Linked DNA regions of Gasterosteus aculeatus: region 2 is linked to region 1. Evidence: chromatin contacts called from public Hi-C data. All regions are on one chromosome and are shown on one strand. Each heading gives the region's core, a stretch centred on a gene start, on an enhancer-like site or on the middle of the called end of the contact. The rest is flanking DNA. Distances are from core to core; before and after follow the strand shown. Region 1 holds the start of fgf14 (fibroblast growth factor 14). Region 2 has its middle 40 kb from the start of asmtl.

What was found. Hi-C and Micro-C count contacts between places; a contact is called where the count stands out from the background.
Region 2: a Hi-C map of skeletal muscle shows a contact between it and region 1, with 1.9 times the contacts expected there. The contact joins the enhancer-like site here to the promoter of fgf14 in region 1.

Annotation. Positions count from the first base shown.
Region 1 is chr16:3,610,645-3,615,029 of fGasAcu3.hap1.1, reverse strand. fgf14 (fibroblast growth factor 14) reads left to right here and starts at 1,802. Exons shown (of 5, transcript XM_040200628.2): 1 at 1,802-2,736. The coding sequence starts at 2,529.
Region 2 is chr16:3,684,423-3,688,403 of fGasAcu3.hap1.1, reverse strand. No RefSeq gene overlaps it. Among protein-coding and RNA genes, the nearest start is that of asmtl, 40 kb to the right of the region's middle. Within about 2 kb of position 1,838, at least 5 of the 9 cell types and tissues checked have open chromatin away from gene starts, as enhancers often do.

The DNA of each region.
Region 1 (4,385 bases), core at 553-3,052:
GCCTCCGTGGAGAGAGAGCTGGGGGGGCCTGCGGTGCACTGCTCCAACCTGACCTGCCGGGACACTAAAATACCCCTCACCTGGTGTCTGACCAGTTGTGTGTTGTTAGGGTCGCCTCTTAAAAACCAATCATTCTGTACAGTTTGGCCTTTGTAAGACTAATGGTCTTTTTGTCCAATGTTATGCACCAAACGCCATGTCAAATCCCATGTACGACTAACTTTGGCAATAAATTACAATGTGGTGCTATCAGGAGGCATTTCGTTTTTGTGGCCCACATGCCCGAGGAACCAGTTATTGCAGAAAACTGTAACGACCTGGGCACCAGGAAACTAGGTGATTGAAGTTCATTAATGGCGTATTTCCAAGATGGACACACGACGAACCCCCCCGCCCCCGTTAATGGACCCCTCCAGTCCGGCATGGAGCTTCCTGTACTGTGGTGAACGTCGTTGGCCCGAACCCTCGGCCTTCTGCTCACTCAACGTTGCATCGGATCAGAAAGCTTTTAGTCAACTGTAACGTGTCATCAGTTGTCAAAGAAAGGATGTAATGATAAAAAATAGATCATTTGAATGTCACACATGTCGCAGAGATGCATGCTACATATGATGGTTTTGGAGGTCATATGGAAAATTGGAGTCAATCGGCTCATCTGATGCTCTATTCCCGTGTTAGCACAGACCTACTTTAAAAAATAAGCTTTGTAAACAGGTTGTTTTTTCTGTGTGGGGACATAACGCTGTTCATTTAGTATTCTTTGTAGTGCAGTCTAACGGAGATGGCTTACTACGAAACAGTATCTAGCACCTGTGATCGGGGTCAACGCTAATATAGTGTTGACCCCGATCACAGGTGCTATGAGTAGCTCATTTTTTCCCTTTCCAAACACTGGCAGACACACAGACTTCTTCTATTTGTGTGTGTGTGTGTGTGGGGGGGGGGGGGGGGTCACGCTGAAAGATCATTAAATCCCAGATGTGAACAATGTGTAACACAGAGGAGGAGGAGCAGGACCGTTGGATATCAAAAAACACCAAATCAACTCTTGTGCGCGCTTCGGGTGAAAGTTTCCACCAAGGACGCAGCCATCCGCCTGCCGAGGGAAGACATGATCAGGGGAGGACAATGTCTTCCTCTCACTTTGTCTGTGATGGAAAAACCTTTAAATCCTCAGAGAGAAGCAGTCACGAGGAAACAGCCGTCATGAGCAACAACACTAGCAGCCCCCTGGTCCTCAGGGACGAGGGAAACAAAACAGCAGCAGGCAAATAGTAAACTATCTTGCCCTTAAATGTCTATCCTGTCTTTTCTCTAAATTCTGTTGAGGTGACTGGATTATATTTTTTTATTTTAATTCTGCAGCTAAATGGATTCAGGTCCTTGTGTACCAGTAATCCCCCCTGTGTGCTCCTGTGCACCCCGCGGTGCTGCATCCGTCATGCTAAGGGTGCATTGACACCAGCGCAGCGAGTCCTCATCGCAGGTGGCGCTTAACACCTGCACCGGCTGCGACTACTCGAGGAACCGAGGGGCAAATAAAACGTCAACTACGAGTACGACGGCTGCGAATTACGAGCAGTGCACGCGTGGAAATAACACGCACTCACAGTGATTTCCGAGGCGTCGAAACGGCCTTCGGGCCGACAAATGAGACTCTGATCATCCGTCCGGTCATCAAAAAGTGTTTGGAGCAGCATCACTGAAATGACGGCGCAGGACCCACGTGCTACGTGATGGAGAGGGGGGGGGGGGGGGGGGGGGGGTGTTTGGATGTAACCCCTCCTCCGCGGCTCTCTCCACCACAGGTCCCGACGTCGGACGACACCCGTGCACATGTTGTTGTAGGCGCGCCGCACTTTTTTATTTTTTATTTTTTGGAGATGCCAGTGGCGAAGGTGCTGAAAGGCTCGAGGAGGTGAAATCAACCCCCCGACGAAAACAGCGAAGAAAACGCACGCGCCAGGAACCACGGGCACGCAAGCCCCTACAAGCGGTTTGGTCCTAAACGGAAAGCGCTGCGGTGTGGGACTCCTGGGAAATGAGAACTGACGTCGGCGTTATCTGACCCAGCCAAAGCAGCAGCAGGTTCTTTTTTTTTTTTTTTTTTTTTTTTACACAGAAGAAGCGTAGAGATTGGAAACGGATCCGGCAATGTGGCGTCTTGTTGTGGCTATCACTGCAGCAGTCAGTGCATAGGATGCATCCTCCCTTGGCTTTTGATGCTGTGCAGATCCACCCTCCTCTCCTCAGAGTGATGAACTAATAGGCGATGGTTTTCTTCGCGGAAAGCCACCGTGCTCCACTATTCTCACGTTAGTTGTGTGTTTGTTTACCGGCGGCCCGTCTCCTCCCCGGTGCGACACATGCAATTTACACAGTGTGTTTTCTATCATCGACTAGTTGAGGAGGCATCCTTTGCACGCCGGCAGGAGAAGAAAACACACCGCTGTTGCGAAGTCTGACAGACACCGAATATCTGCCACGTAAATGCAAACGCTGTAGGACTTGGACATAGCTATTTTTCTATGGTGCAATTGGTCGCCTTGTCCCGGAGAACTGATCCAATTGTGTTATTATGCAACCGCAAGGATCTCATCTATATCTGGGTGTTTAAGCCACAGGATTGCTCTTCGCCCAAATCAATGTGGTTTCTTTGGAACATTTTCAGTAAAGGAACGCATATGCTGCAGTGTCTTTGTGGCAAGAGTCTTAAGAAAACCAAGAATCCAAGTGGTAAGCTCTATCCCCGTTATGCCTCCGTTTGGCTGTGAACCGGCTTTGTGCGTGCGCGAGAGACTGTGTGTGTGTGTGTGTGTGTGTGTGTGGGTGTGTGTGTGTGTGTGTGTGTGTGTGTGTGTTTGTGCGTGCCTGCGTGTATCTGCATTATTCGTTTGATGGTTGTGTTGGTAAGAGATCTACTGATGCAGCGAGTGGTACCATGCAGGGGCGCCAACTTATTCTGTGCCTCCGCTATCGGCGAGCCCTGGGTTTTTGGGGACGCGCAGTGCACAGTGCACATAACCCCCCCCCCCCAGCTCCCTTACCCCCCCTCCCTCTCCCACCTATCACCACGGACGGCACCATGATCTACTAACTTTTTAAATAGCGCTCTCACACACGAGCGCGCGCACCGACGCGCAGACACACGCATGGACTAGATTTTATTCCACCCCCCCACACACACACACACAACACCCTCATATTATTCCACTCGCGGGTTTACCGCAGCAGCATTGCCCCCCCCCCCTTCTCTGCATCACCACTTGGCCATAAAAACGGGCTGCAGGCGGCCGGAGGAGACGGACTCGCCTCGCGCGGCCGCTGCAGGCCGACAGTCATCGCGCGGCGCGCGGAGAAATACGGCGCTTCTTGGCGAGAACTCGAGTGCACGTTTGCGTTGCGGGGACGGCGCGTAGAACGAAAGCGCGCGCTCCACCGCACTAACGCACAAGCCGCACTCGAGCCGGCGCCATCGTCTCCATTGCCCCGTATTGAGTGTCACAGCAACATTCATTAGTTAAATGCGTTGGCTAATTAGATGTAGGCCAACACGCGCAGAGCTTTGAGGTTGTTTATCTCAACAGGCTGCTGCTGTGTCGGCTGGATAGAAGCAGAGCCCCAGGTGGACAGCATGTGGTCCTGGCTACTTGTTACCCACGTTGGAGGGTCTGGAGATGATGTGCTCAGCGGCGGTACAGTGCATCTGCAGTGTAGCAGATCATCATACTGAAGTCAGACTATTTGGCCCGGCTGGCACTGCAGGAGACAAAATAAACTATTCAGATGGTATTTATTCAAGAAAAATGAAATTCTGTCTCCCTTTAATGGCATGTCAGTTTGTTCTGTTAATGCAGGAAGAACTAGTCTTAATACATCAGAGTCACTATTTCTCTATGTGAAATAAATGATATCTTGACGTTAGCCATGCAAGCTAAATGTTGGGAAAACCCTCGCTGGTCCTTGCATGGATTTGTAGATCTTTCCAGATTCTTCTAAGACTCCCACCAAACTCCAGGGACAACCCTATTAAGAGGGACACACAATAAATACTTTGCAAATATATAACGTAACCAGTCGAATATCCCCTTTCTGGCCTGCTACCTCAGAGAAAAACTGTATTATTAGGTTAGATTACATTCATATTAAATACCCATTTATTGGTTTGAATTACTTTTAATTCATAAATATTCCCATATAAATGGCTTCCACATATTGTTTTCGTAGCACTGCGCCATGCCATTATCAGCTGCCACCTTTGTTGATTTAGGGGAGCAGTGCTCGGGACCTGAAAAGAGATAATAAAATGTGTTGCCAACCGAATGTAGTTTCTCTTCCAAATGTTCATCTAAATGATCTGGAAGTATCTACAAAACAATAGTAAG
Region 2 (3,981 bases), core at 589-3,088, 73 kb before region 1:
GTAATTGTACTTTCTTGATTCTCATTCTAGGGTTGAAAGTCGCTCTGGATAAAAGCGCCATCAAAATGAAATGTAATGACCAAAGTTTCTGTCCTCAGAGTCCCACCACTAGCTTTGTTAAATCGCTCACCCTCTTTGGGTATCAGACTCAGTACTTGGAGGGAAAAAGAGGTACAGCGGATGTTTCAATTAACATTTGAAGGCTGCGCTGCTAAGAGAGGACCGCCAGCCTCCTGCCCGTGTGACCTGCCGAAGACCCGCCGCGTGCTGCTAAATGAAGCGGTCGGAGCCGAGCAGCTCGCCGCGCTGTGGTCCCACGGTGACTTCCAGATGACAGCACTAATGGATGATCCTGTGATGCAATCATCTCCATCCCCGCCGCCTCGTTCAGCAGATGGGCCGCATTTCCCATCCAGACATCCGAGATTGAGAGCTTCTTAATACAGACATGCAAAAGTTATTAAACTTCTTATGTACATACTCCTGCAGGATATCCACAGTGATTACATAATTCTACTTAATTTAGGGGTAAATAGCCCTTAAATACTTTCCTGCAATCACATTTGACAGTTGGTCTAGGAGGGGAAGCCTGGCTTGTCTCCGTCTTTTGAGTGTGCAAACGTCGACGTGCAGCCCTCTGAACGCCGACGTCCTGTATCAATCTGTACTCTAACAACTGTAATAACACAATTGACCGCAACATCAGTAACACAAACCACTAATGAGGCCCTGACATGTGTCATCTAAGCCTCCCGGCTTGCCTCACATGACGTTTCAGAAGGACACTTAACGGCTGGCTGAGTTCTGGGCCTGACTATCTCACGATACTTCTTACATGGAGCAAAACCTCAAATCCTTCTAGGTGAGGGGATTTTTGTTAACTGTTTCCTGTCTCTTTGTCTCCAGCTCTTGGAGTGAGTCAGAAGCTTTAAGTAGTAGGACCGGGACGGTTCTCCTGTGTTCACATCAGAAGCTGAACGCTTTGGGGACTGTTAAGTCAGTACTCAGCGTTTCAAACAGAAACAGAAGACAACATTACTGTCAACTTTACTTTCAGAATCGATGAAAAAAATGCTGATCTGCTGGTATAACTTGCTGCTTGTAAACATGCTCCACTGACAGACGTCACTTCTCATCATTCTTAATCTGTAGGCACACACTAAGAGGCAGCTGTCATTTGACAAATACTTAACGGTGGTACACACAGTTTATTTGGGACACCCAGCTAAAACTACTGCAGTCTAATATAACAGTCCTACACAAATTATAACTTTATATGGGATCAAATGATCTGCTTTTGTGATACTGACAGATCCTAAATAGATTAGATATACAGATTAGATCCTATATTAATCCATTAAATCTTCCATTGATTAATATAGGAGTTGCTAAGTAACGGACACCTCTCATCACAAAGGTTAAACAGTGATTATTTTTTCACACATCTTTCGCAGATCTGAAAGCAGTTGTTGAATTGCAAGAAAATAAGCTATTTTTCACCTTTTGGGAAATAACAGTGTTCAGCCACTACACCATCTGTCAAAGGAGAACGGTAGAATGTTGGTACGAACCCACAGTATCACGTTTCCTCTTCTCTGAACGAGCTTTCTATGAGACACTGATGAACTAAAGTCAAAGGAAAGTGTTGAGCGACTGAACGCCGCTGTATATATCTGCATGGATCACAGGAGACGCATTTCTTCCTGTCACCGACCCGCCCGTGTGTCATCCTGCTCAAGCATCCAGTCCATCAGCAGCCGGACGGCCGACAGCAGTGTCGGCCCTCCCTGGGGAGCCGGGTTAACAGAATCCCAGGCTTATACAGACATCAACACAAAGGACAGGCCCGCGCTGGCAGGTGGCCCGGCATTGCTAAGTGTGTGTGTGTGTGTGTGTGTGGCGGGGGGGCGAGGGGGGGGAGGGGGTAAAGGAAAGACTGCTCACTTACAGCGCCTGTTCCTTCGGAGGGTTGATGCCTCCTGTGGCAGAGACAACACAAGTGAGGCGGAAAAAGAGAGACAAGCTGATCTGTTCCTTTCTGTGCAAATGCAAACTACCCCCCCCCCGTCCCCCCCGTCTCCCCCGTCTCCCCCAGCTACTATGTAGGGGAAACATATCTTTATTGAGCTCGTACTAAGAGTCTTACAGCAGTGTTGACGGGCCAGGGACGGGCATGCTGTGAGATCTGGAGCCAACATTATCCAACCCTAAAATATAACCCAATTTAAACTTCTTACACCATCCAGGATAAGTATCTCGTTAACTTAGAATGAATGGGCATATTTATTTTTAATTGTCAAGAGATGCATTACAAGTCCACTTTTTTGCTCTTTGGTTTCTATTTCTTACATTTTTGCATACATAAAAATGTGAGGGGAAAAACGGGCCGTGACTCCCAAGGTACATTGTGGTAGGAGATCTATTCAAAGGGCTCATTCAGTTATATGTTCCGCAAATGGCAGTTTGTAACTTTATGATTGAAGGAAAATCAGGATCCATCAACGATGTTGCTGTTTCATCCCAAACTGCCACGATGAAGCGTATTAAAACTAACCAATTCCTCCAAGAGAATCAGTAGGAAAGTCAGAGCCATCCAACCATAACAAACCAAGAGTAAAAAATAATTGATCAGACACAAATATATGAATTTATTTAACAGGTGGTGAAAGCATGAAGCGGTAGAGTCCTGATCCTCTATGCAGACATCATTAGAAGAAAAAGTCCTTTCTTTGTCACTGTCCCCCCTTCGGTCCATTTCTCCAGTCCTATTCAAACACACTCTGCTATTGCTATTTGGCTAAGATATACAAATAACACAGAGGTGCATTTATGGTATTTGTATAATCCGTGAAGTGAAAATTACATGCCATTTAGATGAAAGGCAATTAGACAATTACGGCTAATGAGGCCAATCCCTTTCTTTCACCCCCAAAAGAGTCCATGGACTAATCATCAAATTAAAGAATGCTCTTTTTCTCCCTGTGACCCCGCGCTCGTCTTGAAGGGGAGGGTTCTCTGGGAAAGGCAAACATTGGTCTGCTCTGTGGAGGCCGAGGCTGGAGAACAGGCAGCGTTTAGAAAGTGATGTGTGTATTAATCACTGCTAAAGTTAAGACAGCTTTATGGTCTGCATGGCAGGCACACACACACACACACACACACACACACAGGAGCCTATGCAGACACAATGCTGCTCAGTGAGTCATACAGGACTGCACCAGATGAGCCCACCAGCCAAACAGGAAGCGTGGTTGTACCCACAGGAAGTGGGCACGCTCCGACAACCAGCAGACCCTGCAGGGGAAACTTCCCATTTGGGTCGAGGTTAAAACGTCTGAAAGCAAAAATTCACCTGACACGCACCAAGACTATGTGACTAGCGATGACAAACATTGGGTAAGAAGCGGACGTAGTCACTGTGAGCTTTGATATTTCACCTTTGCCATCTTGGATTACAACTACAGCTTCTCCTGCCTCCTTTGTCAAGACAAACAACAGTGTGTTTTTCCTCTCTTAGTCCGTGGAAAGCTGATCCGGCTCAAGAAGAGACCCGAGGAAAACGATTTCCAGTGACCCCCTTAACACGTCCGCTGTCCTTAGCTGCACAGACGATTTAGTTCTAAAACTGTTTTCCAAAATCTTTCACGGTCTGTTAATGGCATCCCTCAATTAACTGTAACTCAACTCAACTCTTTTCTCTTTCACTCTCCTGCTGGCTTGAACTACAGCTGCACCTACCGGCAACAGAGAGGCACACCGAGTGCGGCTCCAACGTCTCTGCTGCTCACACACTGGATGATATTGGACCCACGGTGACCACCGCTACGTTTCATCTCGCATGTAACGCTCCCCCGTGCGTGTCTAAAAGGACCGTAAAATTCCAAATAAAATGGCACCTTTTGACACGGGGAGCTGGAAGCGTCACACAGCTATCACGTTTCTCCAGGCGCCGCTAACAAGCGTCAACTTAGCCGCTGCTCT